Linked DNA regions of Hordeum vulgare: region 1 is linked to region 2. Evidence: chromatin contacts called from public Hi-C data. All regions are on one chromosome and are shown on one strand. Each heading gives the region's core, a stretch centred on a gene start, on an enhancer-like site or on the middle of the called end of the contact. The rest is flanking DNA. Distances are from core to core; before and after follow the strand shown.

Evidence for each region. A called contact is a pair of places that touch in the nucleus more often than the background predicts.
Region 1: a Hi-C map of leaf shows a contact between it and region 2, with 3 times the contacts expected there. The contact joins the promoter of LOC123447947 here to the enhancer-like site in region 2. A contact is called at or near these places in 2 of 6 Hi-C or Micro-C datasets (leaf and seedling) and 1 of 1 datasets of contacts at active chromatin or transcription factors (embryo).

The regions. Positions count from the first base shown.
Region 1 is chr4H:82,729,872-82,733,343 of MorexV3_pseudomolecules_assembly, forward strand. LOC123447947 (ABC transporter G family member 25) reads left to right here and starts at 2,068. Exons shown (of 3, transcript XM_045124689.1): 1 at 2,068-2,411; 2 at 2,535-3,378. The coding sequence starts at 2,286.
Region 2 is chr4H:82,108,447-82,111,736 of MorexV3_pseudomolecules_assembly, forward strand. No RefSeq gene overlaps it. Among protein-coding and RNA genes, the nearest start is that of LOC123450298, 37 kb to the left of the region's middle. Within about 2 kb of position 1,350, at least 3 of the 3 cell types and tissues checked have open chromatin away from gene starts, as enhancers often do. A contact at or near this core is called in leaf and seedling, where this site is marked.

The DNA of each region.
Region 1 (3,472 bases), core at 818-3,317, 620 kb after region 2:
CTTACAACACACCACGTGCCATATATGCATATAGTATAGATGATATTTTACCCCCTCTCATATGTGACTTGCCAGCATATTCAATATGCTGACCTACACGGCTGCAACGTCTTATGTTGCAGATAATTTTCTTCGACGAGTAAGAGTATGATTCAGGGTTACGGTCTACACTCAACTTGCCGTTGGTGTTTATTGGGACTCCACTCCCTTGACTGCTTTCGCTGAGATATTTAAGGTATATATCAGTTTTACGCTATTTCCATGTGATTGCACTTTGACATATACATTGATGTACTGTGTGTGCCAGCATACTGATCCAGGGATGGCACAGATACACAGAGGCTTGACTCGTTTTGAGTCGGCTCGCTACAAGGGTGGGATCCGAGTCTTCCACCTGCCCGTTCTCATATGCACATCCTCCTCCTTCATATTCGTCGTGGATAATGTCGAGGATCTCACGGTTCGGGTCGTCGTATGTCGGGTCTCCCAGTCTAGGCATTGTAGCAAAGAGAATGCAGGAACCCATCTGCTCCTCATTCGTCGTTCGAGCCGAGACAAGCTGCCGCGAAGAACACTCGGAGAAGAGCGACACCGCATTTATGTCAATACTGTAAGGCACCGACGGTTCCGAGCTTCTTGGCAGTATAGCAGTACAGAGGCTTGTAATGCTCCGGCCACTGCCTCGTATGTACTATGGGCGCTCCCGTCTAAACACCGCGGCCTCCGTTGTTACGCCCACCACAACCACCACACCCACCACGCCCACCAACATCCATAAGCTTCTTGAGCTTCTCCTTGTTTGTGGCCTTCGCTTTGACGCGACGAGTTTGCCGCGTACCAAGCTGATCTTTCGGGCGGGCAGGATGCTCGGATCCTTTGACACCTCTGTCACCTCCATCTCTGGTAGGTTCTTCTTCGATTCCAAGCGTCGGCGGCATAAGAAAGAAGAGGTGGATGAAAAGGGTGGGAATTGGATGAAGAGCAGCGAAGATGGAAGAAGGGAGTGGGGGTTTTGGGGTTGAGATCCTCTGCAGTACCGTATGATGCTGTAGTGCGGATGACATATGGGGCCAGGTCCCACATGACAGTGACCTTACTGTACCATACAGTACTTCAGAGGATCCTAACCCGGGGTTTTGGCACGGAAATAGTACAGGTTGCTACAAAAGTGTGGGCTCTCCTTTTTGGTGGGAGGGGGGGGGGTCGGAGTCCGACCTTCCTCGTGTGTGGACTCCCGCAAAATCCTCCCATATTTCGTTCAAGTTTGCGAAGAAATTATGCTCCGCACCACCCAACGTACAGATACAGAAGTGTGTAGAATGATTTTCACGGTTATTCTCATAAAATGTGAGCAATTTGAGGGTCGGTATTGGAGATGCCCTAACACCGTCCGTCTGCGGCAAAATATGCAACTACCAAATTGTCAAAATGGACTAACAAAACCAGACTCTGAAAATAAAATATGCAACTACCAAGCATTGCATTTCTAGACCTAACTGCGCACAATGATGTGTGTAGAATTGCGCTTGACGATGCCCAACGGCTCACTTGACTGAGAAACAGCAATTTGACAAGCGAAGATATCGGGAAAAGTCAAGAGCCACTTTGTAAAATCAGCGGCGCGGCTTAGTTAATACTCGTACTAACCGCCCCGGCACAGTAGGAGGTCCGGGCAGGGGTGTGTGTGATGCCTGTGGTGGGGCGCGCACACACGCACAGGCGCGCTCTGCTGATGCCACCTCGCGCACCAAAGCCCACCATCTTCTCGCGCGCTTTTCTCTCCTCCCTTGCTTGGATTCCCTGAACCAAACAGCCAGCAGCAACTTGTGCTCTGCTCGCTCTCTTCCCTTCCACGGCGACCCCACCGGAGCGGCGCCGGTCCAACCATAAAGGAGGGGAGGGGAGGGGGGGGCATGGGGTGCCGCGCGCCAAAAGCAGCAGCACACCACCGCCGGCGGGCCCGCCGCTCCACTCGCCGTGCCCCTCCCGCCACGTGCCGCGTCCCCTGCGCCGGTGACGTGGCCCTCACCACCTCCATGTCCATGTGCCATAGCCTCCTCCCCCTTTATATACCCCTCCAACCTCCCACACCCCCTTCGATCTTCTCATACTCCATCCATCACCACCACCACCATCCCGCTAGGCTCGATCAAGCTCGCGCCAACCACCACTCGCTCGTCTCGCCGTCAGATTTCCACTCCCTCTTTGCCGCCAGCTGGTCTCATACCGCCGATCGTCTGGCGAGTAGCATATCGGAGCAGAATTAAGTTCGAGCAGCGATCGCGATGCCTCCCAACGGGCAGAGCGTGCATGGCGGGGGCGGCCTAGTCTCACCCGCTACGGCCGCGCCGGCGCCGCCGTCCAAGATGGATTGCTTCTTGACGTCCGTCTGCACGCCGCTGAATCTCCAGGTACGTACTGTTACTGTAGTACGCACGGAGCTGCATGCATGGCCGATTGTGCACGGCTTGAGCTTTGGGTCGCCGACTTGTTTATGACGTTGGGCGTGCGCTTGGCTTGATGGTGTGTTGCAGTTCATCGACGTGGCGTACCGCGTCAAGGTGGAGAGGACGGCGAAGGAGCCGCCGGGAAGGATATCGCACTCCGGTGGTGGTGGTGGTGGCGGTGCCGCCGGCGGCCTGTCGGCCTCTGTTGAGGAGAGGACGATACTCAAGGGGATCACCGGCGAGGCGCGACCCGGCGAGGTTCTGGCCGTGCTAGGCCCGTCCGGCAGCGGGAAGTCGACGCTCCTGTCCATCCTGGGTGGCCGCCTCGCCGGCCGCTACTCCGGCACGGTCCTAACCGGCGGCCGCGCCCCGTGCCGCGCCGTGCAGCGCCGCACGGGGTTCGTCGCCCAGGACGACATCCTCCACCCGCACCTGACCGTGCGCGAGACCCTCGCCTTCTGCGCCATGCTGCGCCTCCCCACGTCCGCCCCGACCTCCGCCAAGCTCGCCGCCGCGGACGCCGTGATCGCGGAGCTGGGCCTCGGCACCTGCGCGGACACGATCGTGGGCAACGCGTTCGTGCGCGGCGTGTCCGGCGGCGAGCGGAAGCGCGTGAGCATCGGGCACGAGCTGCTGGTGAACCCGAGCCTGCTGGTCCTGGACGAGCCCACCTCCGGGCTGGACTCCACGGCGGCGTCCCGGCTGGTGGCCACGCTGTCGGCGCTGGCGCGCAAGGGGCGCACGGTGGTGCTATCCGTGCACCAGCCGTCCAGCCGCGTGTACCGGGCCTTCGACTCCGTGCTGCTGCTCTCCGAGGGCAGCTGCATGTACCACGGGCCCGGCCGCGACGCCATGGACTACTTCGCCTCCGTCGGCTTCGCGCCGGGCTTCCACGTCAACCCGGCCGACTTCATGCTCGACCTCGCGAATGGTGAGTAGTATACTTGTTGTTAGTTGTTACTACACACGCAATCAAACCCTTCTTTTCTTTCCATGAAACTATGTTACTAGACGATCGATAGAGT
Region 2 (3,290 bases), core at 100-2,599:
ACCTACCACGTTCAGGGGCTTCGGCCAGTTGTGTGTATAAATTTGAAGATGCAAGCGTTAAAGATGGAAGACCGTAGATTCATGAATTGAGCCATTGAATACACTATTTAACAGCAATAGCCTAATATTTGCCTGCACCATTATCTAGTAAAAAGAACAATATGCTAGTAGTATCTCATTAGAAAGTTTTGGGACTTATTTCAAAACTTTTAGACTTGAACCATGTGCTATAATTTTGTCTCTTAACAAACTCTTGTTTGTATCTAAAATGCAGCTACAGAAATAATCTACCACACTAATTAAAAACTCAAATTAGAGAACATAATTAGAAAAGAGCTTCTACCAAAATTGTATACCCATTTAACAAAGCAAACTGGCAAACCTGCAAATGTGTCATACAATTTAGGAGCAATCAACGTAGGGAATGCATATGAGTTTATTCTAGAAAACACATATCTCCTCTTAGGCATAAAAACAGACACATCTTGGGCAGAACTGCAGCACAACTCAAGTACTAACATTGAACAAAATAATTTCTCTTTGATCTTCAGATCACAAGCCGCAAGAGTAGCTTTGGTACGAAATACATTTTTTTTTACTGGAATGCTTCAGTAAGAAATCAACCAGGAAGAGAAATTGAGGTGGTAAAACACATGACGATATGTGCAAGTACAACACACGTGTAGGCAAAATTTCCAAACACACACCTGCAGGCGCTTCACTCGTGTATAGAAAGCTCATAATTATTTGCCCGTGTTGGAAGGCAAGCGCTAATGGCCATGTCAAGACAGAGGAACGGGAAGATGGGAACGACGCTAGAAGGTAGTAGAAGCTAGGAAGCACGGGGAAGGTGCCCAATCGCTAGCCGGCAACGGCGCTCGGCCGTGTTGGATACTGCGCGGAGAGGCAGAGAACTCACGGCCACCCGGACATCACACTGGTGACGGGAGGTTGCTGCGGCGGTAGAGCACGAAGAAGATGCACAGAAGGACGGGGCCGCAACCCTCTTGCTGACCAGCGATAGCCCAGTACGACAGGGGATCCGGAGTGGCAGCGCTCAGCCGGCGGGCAGACCTGATAGGTGGATCATGTTCGCTGGAGTGGTGGATCCCATCGCACCCGTGCTGTGGAGGCCGGAATTCCGAGGCGCAAAGGATGACGAGCAGGGTTGCGGCATAGTGGGCTGAGCTCCGGCCTCGCCGCGCGGACGGCGACTGATGTTGTGGTGCAGGTTTGGTGGAGAAAAGGGATCGAATGTTGATGACCTAGTTGGCGTTGTCCTGGGCCATTCTTGCAGTTGGCCTCGACGCAGGCGAGGCCCAGATCTCACGGCTGCACAAGACAGGAGGATGATGGGGTTAGTCGCTGTCGGCCTAGGCATGGCTCTTCTGTCCTGAGAGATCGTGGCAGCCGGCCCGCCATCCTGTTCGCGCCGATTCAACGAGATGCCCCAAACATTTTGGGCCAGCCCAACAATATGGATTAAGCTTTCGCTTTTGGAAAGGCACTAGAACTTTGTCGGACTGTATATATACCTTTGTTTTTTCTTTTAATTTTTCATTTCTATTCTTTTTTTTATTCTCAATCCACAAACATTTATTTGAATCCTGAATATTGTTTGTTCCTTAAATTTTAAAAAATGCTCATCGAATTCAGCATGTGCTCTCCAAATTTGTTTAACATGCATTAATATATTCATAAAAACAACAATCTTCATCATTTCTTAAAAGATGTTCATGAATTTCAACAAACTTATTCATCCAATTCAAATTTGAAAGTTTGAACTTTTTTGAATTCAGGCACAATTTTTTTAAATCCTGTGAACACTTTTTCAATTTACGGAACATCTTTTTCAAATTTGGGTACATTTTCTAAAGCCAAGAACATTTTTTTAACTCATGAACAGATTATGAATTCATGAGATTTTTATTTAATTCATGAAGATTTTCAAATTCAATTTTATACGAAATCCTGAAACATTTTTAATGAAGCAAGAAAACAAAAAAAAGGAAAAATAACAAGGGGCACCCTGCCCCCGGGCTGCCCCCAAAGTCACAGCTGAAGCGAGCGTGGTTGTATGCAGTGGCGTACCCTGAAATTGAGGTTCGCCAGGGCGCTGGATGATGATGGAGCTTCATTGTGCTGCGTCGAAGGCCGCTAGGCACGGGAGATACCCTTCTCCATCGTCGGAGAGCCAGTGCACAGCCGCCCCGATGGTGGATCCGCCACTCGGTGTATGTTACCTGGCTTGCGATCATGTGAGTTGGGAAATAGAAGCTTCCTACTGCAAGTACGCACAACCTCCCTCCAAGAAAAGTACTCTTTCTATAAACTAATAGAAAAATATTTAGATTATTACTTTTGTGGTCTAAACGTTATTATATTAGTTTACGGAGGGAGTACTTGACAAACCTTTTAAAGATTTTTTTCATGTAACCCTTGCTAACATATATTATTATTAATTAAATATTATGGGCTCACTAAATGTTTTTTTAAATATTGCATTTTTTATTATTTTAAAAAATATTGCACAAAATTCAGATTTTTCAAAACTAATACGGCCTCGGCTTAGGCGTGGCCGATTGGAACCTATCGGCCTAGCCAAGACCAATAAGTCCCAATCGGCCTTGGTTAGGCCGATAGGCGTGTGAGCCTGGCTTCCAGGACCTTATTGGCCTTGGCGAAGCCAATAAGCTCATGTCGGCCTTGGCTAGGCCAATAAGTCGCTATCAGCCTTGGCTTAGGTCAATAAGGACTAATTGGTGTTGGCTAGGCCAATAGGTGCATGAGATTTTTTTTGCATGTGAGCTATATTCCAGGCTCCATTTCCCGCCAATTTATCCCCCATACTTTCCCGCCAAAATTGGCGGGAAATGGCGACGAAAAAAGAAGAAGATTCGAAGCAATCCGATGAATCGGCTATGGCGACGACGTTTCACCTTGTTTCTGACGACGGCGACGGGGGGCGAACAGACTCGACGTCGGGCAGAAGGGCGGAGATGACCAAGGAAGGCAATGAGGTAGCGGCGATGCCGGCGGGCGGTACGATTACCAGGAGGTGCGTCGGCAGCGAGGCAGTGTCAGTGGCAGAGGCAGTCGGAATGTAGTTATGTTGAATGAGTGTGTCTTGTTTAGGTAGCAAAAGTAGTTAGACGTGCATGATCATGATCGTGGCAGCGTCACACTATCAGACGAAACTTGCTTTTGCCATGCCTTCTCTTTCCCTTTCTTCATTTAGTTGGTGCCACGAGCCAAGGCACCAATACAAGTCTATGGTTGATAAACTTGGC